2 separate regions of the Mus musculus genome follow, and region 1 is linked to region 2. Evidence: chromatin contacts called from public Hi-C data. All regions are on one chromosome and are shown on one strand. Each heading gives the region's core, a stretch centred on a gene start, on an enhancer-like site or on the middle of the called end of the contact. The rest is flanking DNA. Distances are from core to core; before and after follow the strand shown.

Evidence for each region. A called contact is a pair of places that touch in the nucleus more often than the background predicts.
Region 1: a contact with region 2 is called in a Hi-C map of the N1E-115 cell line, with 3 times the contacts expected there. The contact joins two enhancer-like sites. A contact is called at or near these places in 1 of 39 promoter capture datasets (the C10 cell line), 5 of 15 datasets of contacts at CTCF or cohesin (the NIH/3T3 cell line, embryonic stem cells, large pre-B cells and 1 more), 91 of 484 Hi-C or Micro-C datasets (the 3T3-L1 cell line, the AML12 cell line, the AtT-20 cell line and 54 more), 10 of 115 datasets of contacts at active chromatin or transcription factors (T-cell acute lymphoblastic leukemia, astrocytes, bone marrow-derived macrophages and 6 more) and 1 of 9 other capture datasets (embryonic stem cells).

What each region holds. Positions count from the first base shown.
Region 1 is chr9:61,882,788-61,887,036 of GRCm38.p6, forward strand. The region is part of intron 1 of Gm34974 (a long non-coding RNA gene); the gene reads right to left. Among named protein-coding and RNA genes, the nearest start is that of Gm34974, 14 kb to the right of the region's middle. Within about 2 kb of position 2,269, at least 8 of the 459 cell types and tissues checked have an H3K27ac peak or open chromatin away from gene starts, as enhancers often do. A contact at or near this core is called in the N1E-115 cell line, where this site is marked.
Region 2 is chr9:61,047,644-61,051,615 of GRCm38.p6, forward strand. All of the region lies in intron 1 of Gm33699 (a long non-coding RNA gene), which reads left to right. Among named protein-coding and RNA genes, the nearest start is that of Gm46116, 7.3 kb to the right of the region's middle. Within about 2 kb of position 1,843, at least 1 of the 459 cell types and tissues checked has an H3K27ac peak or open chromatin away from gene starts, as enhancers often do. A contact at or near this core is called in the N1E-115 cell line, where this site is marked.

The DNA of each region.
Region 1 (4,249 bases), core at 1,019-3,518, 840 kb after region 2:
CCTTGGGTGGGATGTTCAAAGGAGCAGCTGGCTGTCGTGACATGGGCACACCCCAAGAGCCTGGAGGAGGCTTAGGTGGGAGGGAACCAAGGTTTTCCGCCAATGACAGACAGGTGCTAACTTGAAAGCTATGCGAATCCTGTCATGCAAGATGACACCCATGTTCTACCTGCATCTTCAGAGATGACATCCCAGGTAGACAACTGTCTACCACCTGAGACCCCAGTCAGCCCCTGTGTCTCTCCTGAGCTTATCTCTTGGCCTACAGAACCATTCATGGGTTTCATACACAAAGATCTGAAGTGATTTTTTTTTTAAGAGGAGAAACGTAAGTAATTCAGTCAGCATTAGAAACAAGAAGAACCAAATCCATTCTCTTTAAATAAGGTTCGTGTTCTACTGCTCCCCAAAAGCCATTCAATTTCAAAGGCATTTGTTGGGGTCAGGGAGATGGCTCAGTAGGTGAAGGCACTTGCTGCCAAGCCTGATAACCTGAGTTTGAACACTGGGCCACATGGTAGAAGAAGAAAATAGACACCTGTAAGTGACTCTCTGACATCCACATAACTGCTGTACCATTCACCCTTACTTCCTTTTCTTTTCTATTTTTTAAGTTTTATTTATTTATTTTATGTATATGAGTACACTGTCGCTGTCTTCAGACACACCAGAAGAGGGCATCAGATCCCATTACAGATGGTTGTGAGCCACCATGTGGTTTCTGAGAATTGAACTCAGGACCTTTGGAGTCCTGAGCCATCTTTCCAGCCCTCTTACTTTCTTTATTAGGGTTACTATTGCTGTGATGAAACACCATGACCAAAAGTAACTTGGGGAGGGAGGGGTTTATTTGGCTTACATTTCCACATCATTATTCATCACTGAAGGCTGTCAGGACAAGAGCTCAAACTGGGCAGAACCTGGAGGCAGGAGTTGAAGCAGAGAACATGGAGGGGTGCTGCTTACTGCCTTGCTCCTCATTGCTTGCTCAGCCTGCTTTCTTATAGGACTCAAACCACCACTTATAGTCCCACCTCACAGGAGGCTGAAGCAGGAGAGTCACCAGTTTGAGCCCAGCCTAAGATCAGAAAAAAAGATGAGTTTATACTTGAGTGGGGTGAGATCCTTAATCTAATATGCCTATGCCTACTGATATGTGTGTGTGAGAGTATATATATATATATATATATATATATCTTGTTTTTAATTATATTATGTGTATCAAGTATCTGTGTGTATGTGTGTGTGTGTGTGTGTGTGTGTGTGTGTGTGTGTGTGTGTGTACATATGAGTGTGGGTGGCTACCTGTGAGTTTCAGATGTTTGTGAGACACTAGATGTAGGTGCTGGGAATCAAACTTAGGTCCTCTAGAAGAGTACCAAGTGATCTAACTTCTGAGCCATCTCTCCAGCCCCATAGTGTTCTATAGAGAGAGGAGACTCCCAAAACAGTCATCCTGGAGAAAAAACAGCCAGGAGACAGCAAGACGTAGGAGCTTCAAGCCCAGGAACATCAAATACCACCATGAGAAAGGGATGCAACCCGTCCTTCCCTGCAGTCCTTGCAGAAAACACAGCTCTACAGATGCCTTGGCCTTGGCCTTCCAGCCCTCCAGCTCCCAGAACCCCGTGTCTGATTCAGGCAATAGTGGAAGCTGTGGTACTGCACGGTAACAGTCCTCAGAAACCGATGTACGGCTGTAGGAAGCCGCTTCCCGGATTATAGTGGTTGAGACCTTGCCTGTCCTGTTTCAAAGGAAACATGCCAGTGCAGATGACAAGGCAGGCAGAACAAAAGGATGATGACAGGCAGAACTAGGGCAGTGGGCTTGGGAAGTGACAGACTGAGAAGCTGTGGAGGCCCTTGAGCGCCAGATGCAAAAGTCAGCAAGCCTGCCTGCATCCCAGGAAGCCAGCTCCTAAAAATAACCCTCTGTGGTGCAGGAGCTAGCTCATCAAGGGACCCCCTAGCCTCTGAACCAGCTCAGGCCACCCCCTTTACCCTCCAGGGTTGAGCACGTGACTATAATTGCAGCACAGAGACCCAGATGGCACCTGGAACCCAGGTAGATAATTCTGCTGCACCCCAACCCTTGCTGAGCCCAGAGACCCAGGGAGCTTTTGGCTAGAGCCACGGAGCAATCAAGTCCTCTCTGGACCGAGGCGCGATATGATGACCTTTGTGCTCGAAGCCCTCTCCTTTGCCGGGATGATACGCATAATTGAGATCTGCGAACAAAGAAAGATGAGACAGGAAGGGACTTGAGCGAATGACACCCTGCGTGCTGGGGCAGGGCAGGGTTCACGCCCTCACTAGCAGAGCTGGCCCTCAGCCCAGTATCTGCATGATGAACATGAAAGCCACCAACTCAATTACCTCAAAGGCCTTTTCTGCCTCCATTTTTTTCTCACTACAGGGACTATGCACCCTGCCAGAGGCCTTGTACTCTCTCAAGTCCTTCATCCTAGCCCGCCCACGCCTCCCCCCCCCCCAATTCCAAACCCGTGGTTAATGGCTGCCATGCTCCTGTCACATCCCAGGTTGCACAATGCCGAGCAACAGGCAAAAATCTGGAAAGCTGGTCAAGTGGGGAGAAGAGCCACTGAACCTCACTTTAAGATGTTGCTGTGAAGACGCCTCTAGGCTGGAGAGGATGCGGGGTCTGGAAAGTGCTTGCCTTTTAGCAGGAGGACTTGAGATGGACCCACAGAACACATGTCAAAACATCCAGGCGAGTGTGGTGGCATGCTTGTGCCATCCCAGCTCTGAGGAGGCAGAGACAGGTAGATCCCTGGGACTATCTGGCCCAACATCCTAGCCTAATTAGTAAACCTCAGGGCTCAGTGAGAGACTCGGCCTATAAAACAAGGTTGATGGTTTCTAAAGAATGATGGCCAGTACCAGGTAGACTCCCATACATACATGTGTGGGGAGAGAGACAACGAGAGAGAGAGAGAGAGAGAGAGAGAGAGAGAGAGAGAGAGAGAACAGGCCACTGAGAGCAGGGACTACACGCCCTTTTGTTCCCAGCAGAAGCTCCATCCGCAGCTACAGACCTGACCCACAGCAAAGGCTCAGTAAATATTTGTGGCATGGGCCAGAGACCACTTTATGCATAGTGCGTGTGGACATGCAGAACAGAAAAGGGAGCAGGGCTTCATGGTCCCTGTGGTAGGGTCAGGACCCTGCCGGGCCTTGGTGTGAGTGAATACCTAGTGTGTTCCTCCTCAGGCCCTCACTCCTATTCTAAGGAGCACCATAGCCCCAGAGACAAGGATCTTGACACAACACCCAAAGCTGGCCCAGAACACATGACTAGCGTGGCTGCGGGCTTGAGCATTTTCTCACCAATCCGGGCTAAATATAAAACGGGAGAAATGAAAGGGGATGTGGACAGGACATGTGGGAGGTGGACCAGAAGGAGCGATCAGAGGGAAGCTGGCCACCAGCCTGTTTGGTAGTAAGCAAGCTAATCACAGAGGAAATTTAAAGTGAGTTTCCTTGAAGGAACAGGGAGAGAAAAAAACTACAATTGTTCCCCTCTGCTCTGTGTCCCAGCCCACGCCCTCCATCTGGACCCAGAGAAGTTATGAGAGGTCAGAGGACTGACCTTCTGAAACACTTCCAGGCAGCCAAGAAATGCAAACACATCCACATATGCATGCGAATATACACATATGCACATCCATAAACACACACTCATATGCATGTATACACATACAAACATCCATAAACACACCCACTCACACATGCATATATATATACCCATACACATCCATAAACACACACATTCATATGCACATATATACACATCCATAAACACACACACGTTCACACATATACATATATACATACATACACACACATGCATACATACACACACACTCACACATGCACATATATACATACACACACTCACACATGCATATATATACACACATCCATAAATACACACACGTTCATACATGTACATATATACATACATACACACTCACACATGCACATATTTACATACATACATACACACACACTCACACATGAACATCTATACATACACCCATCCATAAACACATACACACACTCATATGCACATATATACATACACGCATCCATAAACTCATACACACAAATGCATATACACATACACACATCAAAACCCCACATACTCACGAGCACATATACACGTATAACACACACTCCGAGAAATTAAAAGACATAATATAAGAAATGAAAAAAACACTTCAAGGCT
Region 2 (3,972 bases), core at 593-3,092:
GTCCCTGAGTTCTGAACAAGGCTCGTGTGACTGTAGCTGAGGATGACGACCACCTGCCACCACTACCCATGAGAACACAGGCGAGCACCCACAGCTGACAGCCAGGGGTGTTTTCTGTGCACTTAAGGGCCAGTTATGGGATGGTCAGCGTCCAGTGATCACTGTGAGATCAGAGTGCAGGGGAAAGAGTGAGGCAGGTTTCTGTGGGCTCTTTTGTCCTTCCTGCAGGACTGCTTGTCAGCCTGGTGCTAAGAAGCCCTTGTACAACGGTTTCTTAACATACACTGAACCAGCCGCAGAGACTTTGTCAGAAACCTTTAGAAAAATCACAGCAAGAACAGGCTGGTGAAATGGCTTGCTCAGGAAAGTGCTCACCCTGTGAGCGCAAAGACATGAATCCGGATCCCCAGAACTCATGTTAAAAATCTGGGGGTGGCAGTGTGTGTCTGTAATCCAATGTTAGGGAGGCAGAGACAGGTGGATCCTGGGGCTTGCTGGCCCCCTGGTCTAGCTGACTCAGTGAGCTCCTGGCTTAGTGAGAGACCTTGCCTCAAAAGACAAAGTGGAGACTGGCAGGCACACACCCAACCCAACTTAACCTTTGGCCTCCATATGCATGTGTCTGTACACACACACATCTGTGTGCTCACGCACGTGTGCACACATGTGCATACCAAGAATGCAAGAATACAATCATTGAAAAGCACAGAGAATGTGCTATGCAATAGGACTTTACTAAATACCTGAACTCCCCTCCCCAGAAGTAACCATAGCAACACTGAAAGTACATTTTCCTTCCCCTGTCTGAATATGTACAAGTGTGTGTAAATGCACTCAGACTTGTGTGTGTGTGTGTGTGTGTGTGTGTGTGTGTTCATGAGATTGCACTAAATTATCTATCTATTGTCTGGTGTTGCTCTTGTTGACCTAACTGCATACTGGTCGCATGGGCCCATATACACCTGATTTGTTTTCTAGCACGGGAATCCTGTGGTTTAAAACGACCCTCTCCCATATGTTTCCAGATGCTATAGTGCTGGGTTAGAGGTCACGCGATTTTAAGCTTCAGCAGCTATTGCCAAGTCACCTTTGAGCAACCTCTACCAGTTTACAGTGCAAGCAAATGATTGCTTCCTTGATTTCATGCCAGTAGCTGGTACTATTAATCTTCACTTTGGCTAGGCAGCTGGGGGAGGATGCGCTCACCTGCATTTCCCAGCTGACATGTGAAGGCGAATGTCGTTCTTCATCGTTGAAAGACGGCTGCGTTTCCCCAGCCACAGGCTGCCCCTTCGTCGTCTCTGCCCATTTTACACGACGCTTATTATCCCTTTCTTGCTGATCCTTGGGTGCTCTTTACATACATTTTATTTCATCTATTATCATTTTAATGGAGGTGACTCACATCAGGCAAGAGATGGAGATCATCACTGTAGAGTTTGAAGAGTCTTGATAAATGTGGGAGCCCATCCCCCAAATGAAGACATGAAACATCTTCATTACTCCTGAGGGTTCCCTTGGGCCCACTTCCAGCCAACACCTCCAGCGGCAGCCGTCCTTCTGAGCTCTGTCACTGGAGATGAGTCGTTTCTTCCTGGACTTCCTTTAATGGGATCACACAGATAAGTCCTTTTATGTCTTTGTCTTTTGTCCAGTGTGTCATTCTGAGAAGCCACCATGCCTATATGCAGCAATTGGTTTCCTGGGTCTATTGGACAGTAGTCTCTCCTGTGAGTATATTGTTGGCCTGGCAGGTTAAAAGTATTCAAACACTACATGAAGCATGTGCAGACATGGGTTATTGTTTCCTAAGTGACATGATGTGACAACCACAGGCCTGGTGCTGACACTGTAGGAGGAGCTTCAGTGCTTACAAAGGTGGTTGTGAAGGGCGTGGTCCTGGAGCCGGAAGCCGCTGGACAGTTGAACCACCTACTAGTTGTCTGTTGTTTGTGCATCTGTTGGGTCCCTTACTGGTACACAGATTGGTGCTCTCCTTTGGTACTCTTTAGGAACACAGCACATGTCGTTGTGTGGATGTGTCTCTGACTTCTCCTAGATAAACATCTGGGAGCTGAGGAACTGGGGCCCCGAGAGTATATGTTTAAATTTTTTTTCTTTTTGAGGAATTTACAAACAGTTGAGGTTTTAAAAGAATGTTGTGTATGTATCATGTGTGTATGTATGTATATCTATGATGTGTGTATGTGCGTGATATGTATGTATGTATGACATGTGTATGCGATAACTGCTGTGGGTGTGAGATGTGTGCATATCCGTGCATATGTGGCACTGTGTTGCATATGGAAGTCAGAGGGCAAGCTTAGGTGTCATCCTTGCCTTCCACCTTGTTTGAGGCAGGTACCTGGAGAATTCCCTGTTTCTGCCTCCTGTCCCACTGCAAGCACACTGCAGTCAGGCATGCCCACTGCCCACTGCCGTGTCTGCTTTTACTCCAGTTTGGGCTCTGAACTGAGATCCTCAGGGCGGCACAGCAAGTGCTTGCCCAGGCTCACCGTCTCCCAGCCTGACTCAGTTTTCCACTGAGTGTGCCTGGAGTGCTTTAAATGCAGCAAACGTGGCCACTTGTCAGGCACGTGGGTTTTAGTGACTCTTGTCTTGTCACAGAGCTCTCTCACGTTCCCATGAAGTCACCTCTGGTTTTACTTTGTAGCTTCTGGGACTATTGGATTAAAGTGTTCCTCTACTTTGTTTCCTATATTTTGTGCCTTTTAAAAATTTAGAATGTGGCATTTTGGATGAACACAGAAATGTGAGGACATTAGATGCTGTCTCCAAACAGTAAAAACGGTATCCAAAGAGACGACTGGGCAGTTGAGAACACATGTGCCCCATGTGCCCCTGCTCAGGGGTCTTCTGCTTCTGAGCTCTATGTCAACTGCGCACATAAGCCCAAGCGCTCTCTCTCTCTCTCCCTCTCTCTCTCTCTCTCTCTCTCTCTCTCTCTCTCTCTCTCTCTCACACACACACACACAGAATTTAAAAATATTTTTAAAATATTTAACAAACATCAAAACCAAACCCTGTTTTCCCTTCTGAGACTTCAGCCCCCATCCACATTCTTACCATAACGTCTATGAGAAAGAGGTGGGAACTGGCTTGTGTTTATGCACATGTATGCATATTCATGCCCGTAAGGGATACGTGTCTAAAAGAATACAGAGAGAATGAACCAGTAAACAGAGGTGGTGGGGTGGGGTAGGAAACACTACCATGGGAATAAAACTTCTTTAGGCAGGATTTTTAATACTGTTTTGTGTTCTGAATCATTCGTACATAATTTGTACATGATTTACATGTTCAAAAAATTAATCAAATCAAATGAAAATTAGGAAAGAGGAAAATGCCAAGTTATGCACTCACAGGAAAGCATAGACAAAATTATAAATTACTAGTGAACCTGGTCACAAAGCAAGAAGGAAAAATTAAACCTTATTTAAATAATCTTCAGGGGAGGATACCCTGCCTATATATCCATGGTGGTAAATAGTCTTAGCACAAACATCGTTGCCAAAAAAAGGGCTGGAAAAAATGGCTCGGTGGCTATGAGCCATCCTGCTCTTCCAAAAGACCTGAGTTCTGTAGGTCACAACTTCCTGAAGCTCCAACTCTAGGGAGCTTCCTCTGGCCTCAACTCCGCCCTCCTCTGGCCTCCATGGGCACTTCACACAAGTGGAATACACACACACACACACACACACACACACACACACATAAATAAAACACTTTAAAAATGGCAAAGAAGATGTCAGCTTTACTCGTGTTTCTAAAGATGGTTAACCAGCGGTAAATATGTAGGGAACAGCTTTCGATACTGACACAAAGTCTAGGCAACTTACAGGAAGTATGACTTTAAATGACTTGTAAATCATCGCTGGTTCACAATTCCGAGGGTTCTAGTCACCTCCGGTGGAAGGCAGAGAGGAAGGAGGAAGAATGTATAAAAGGGCT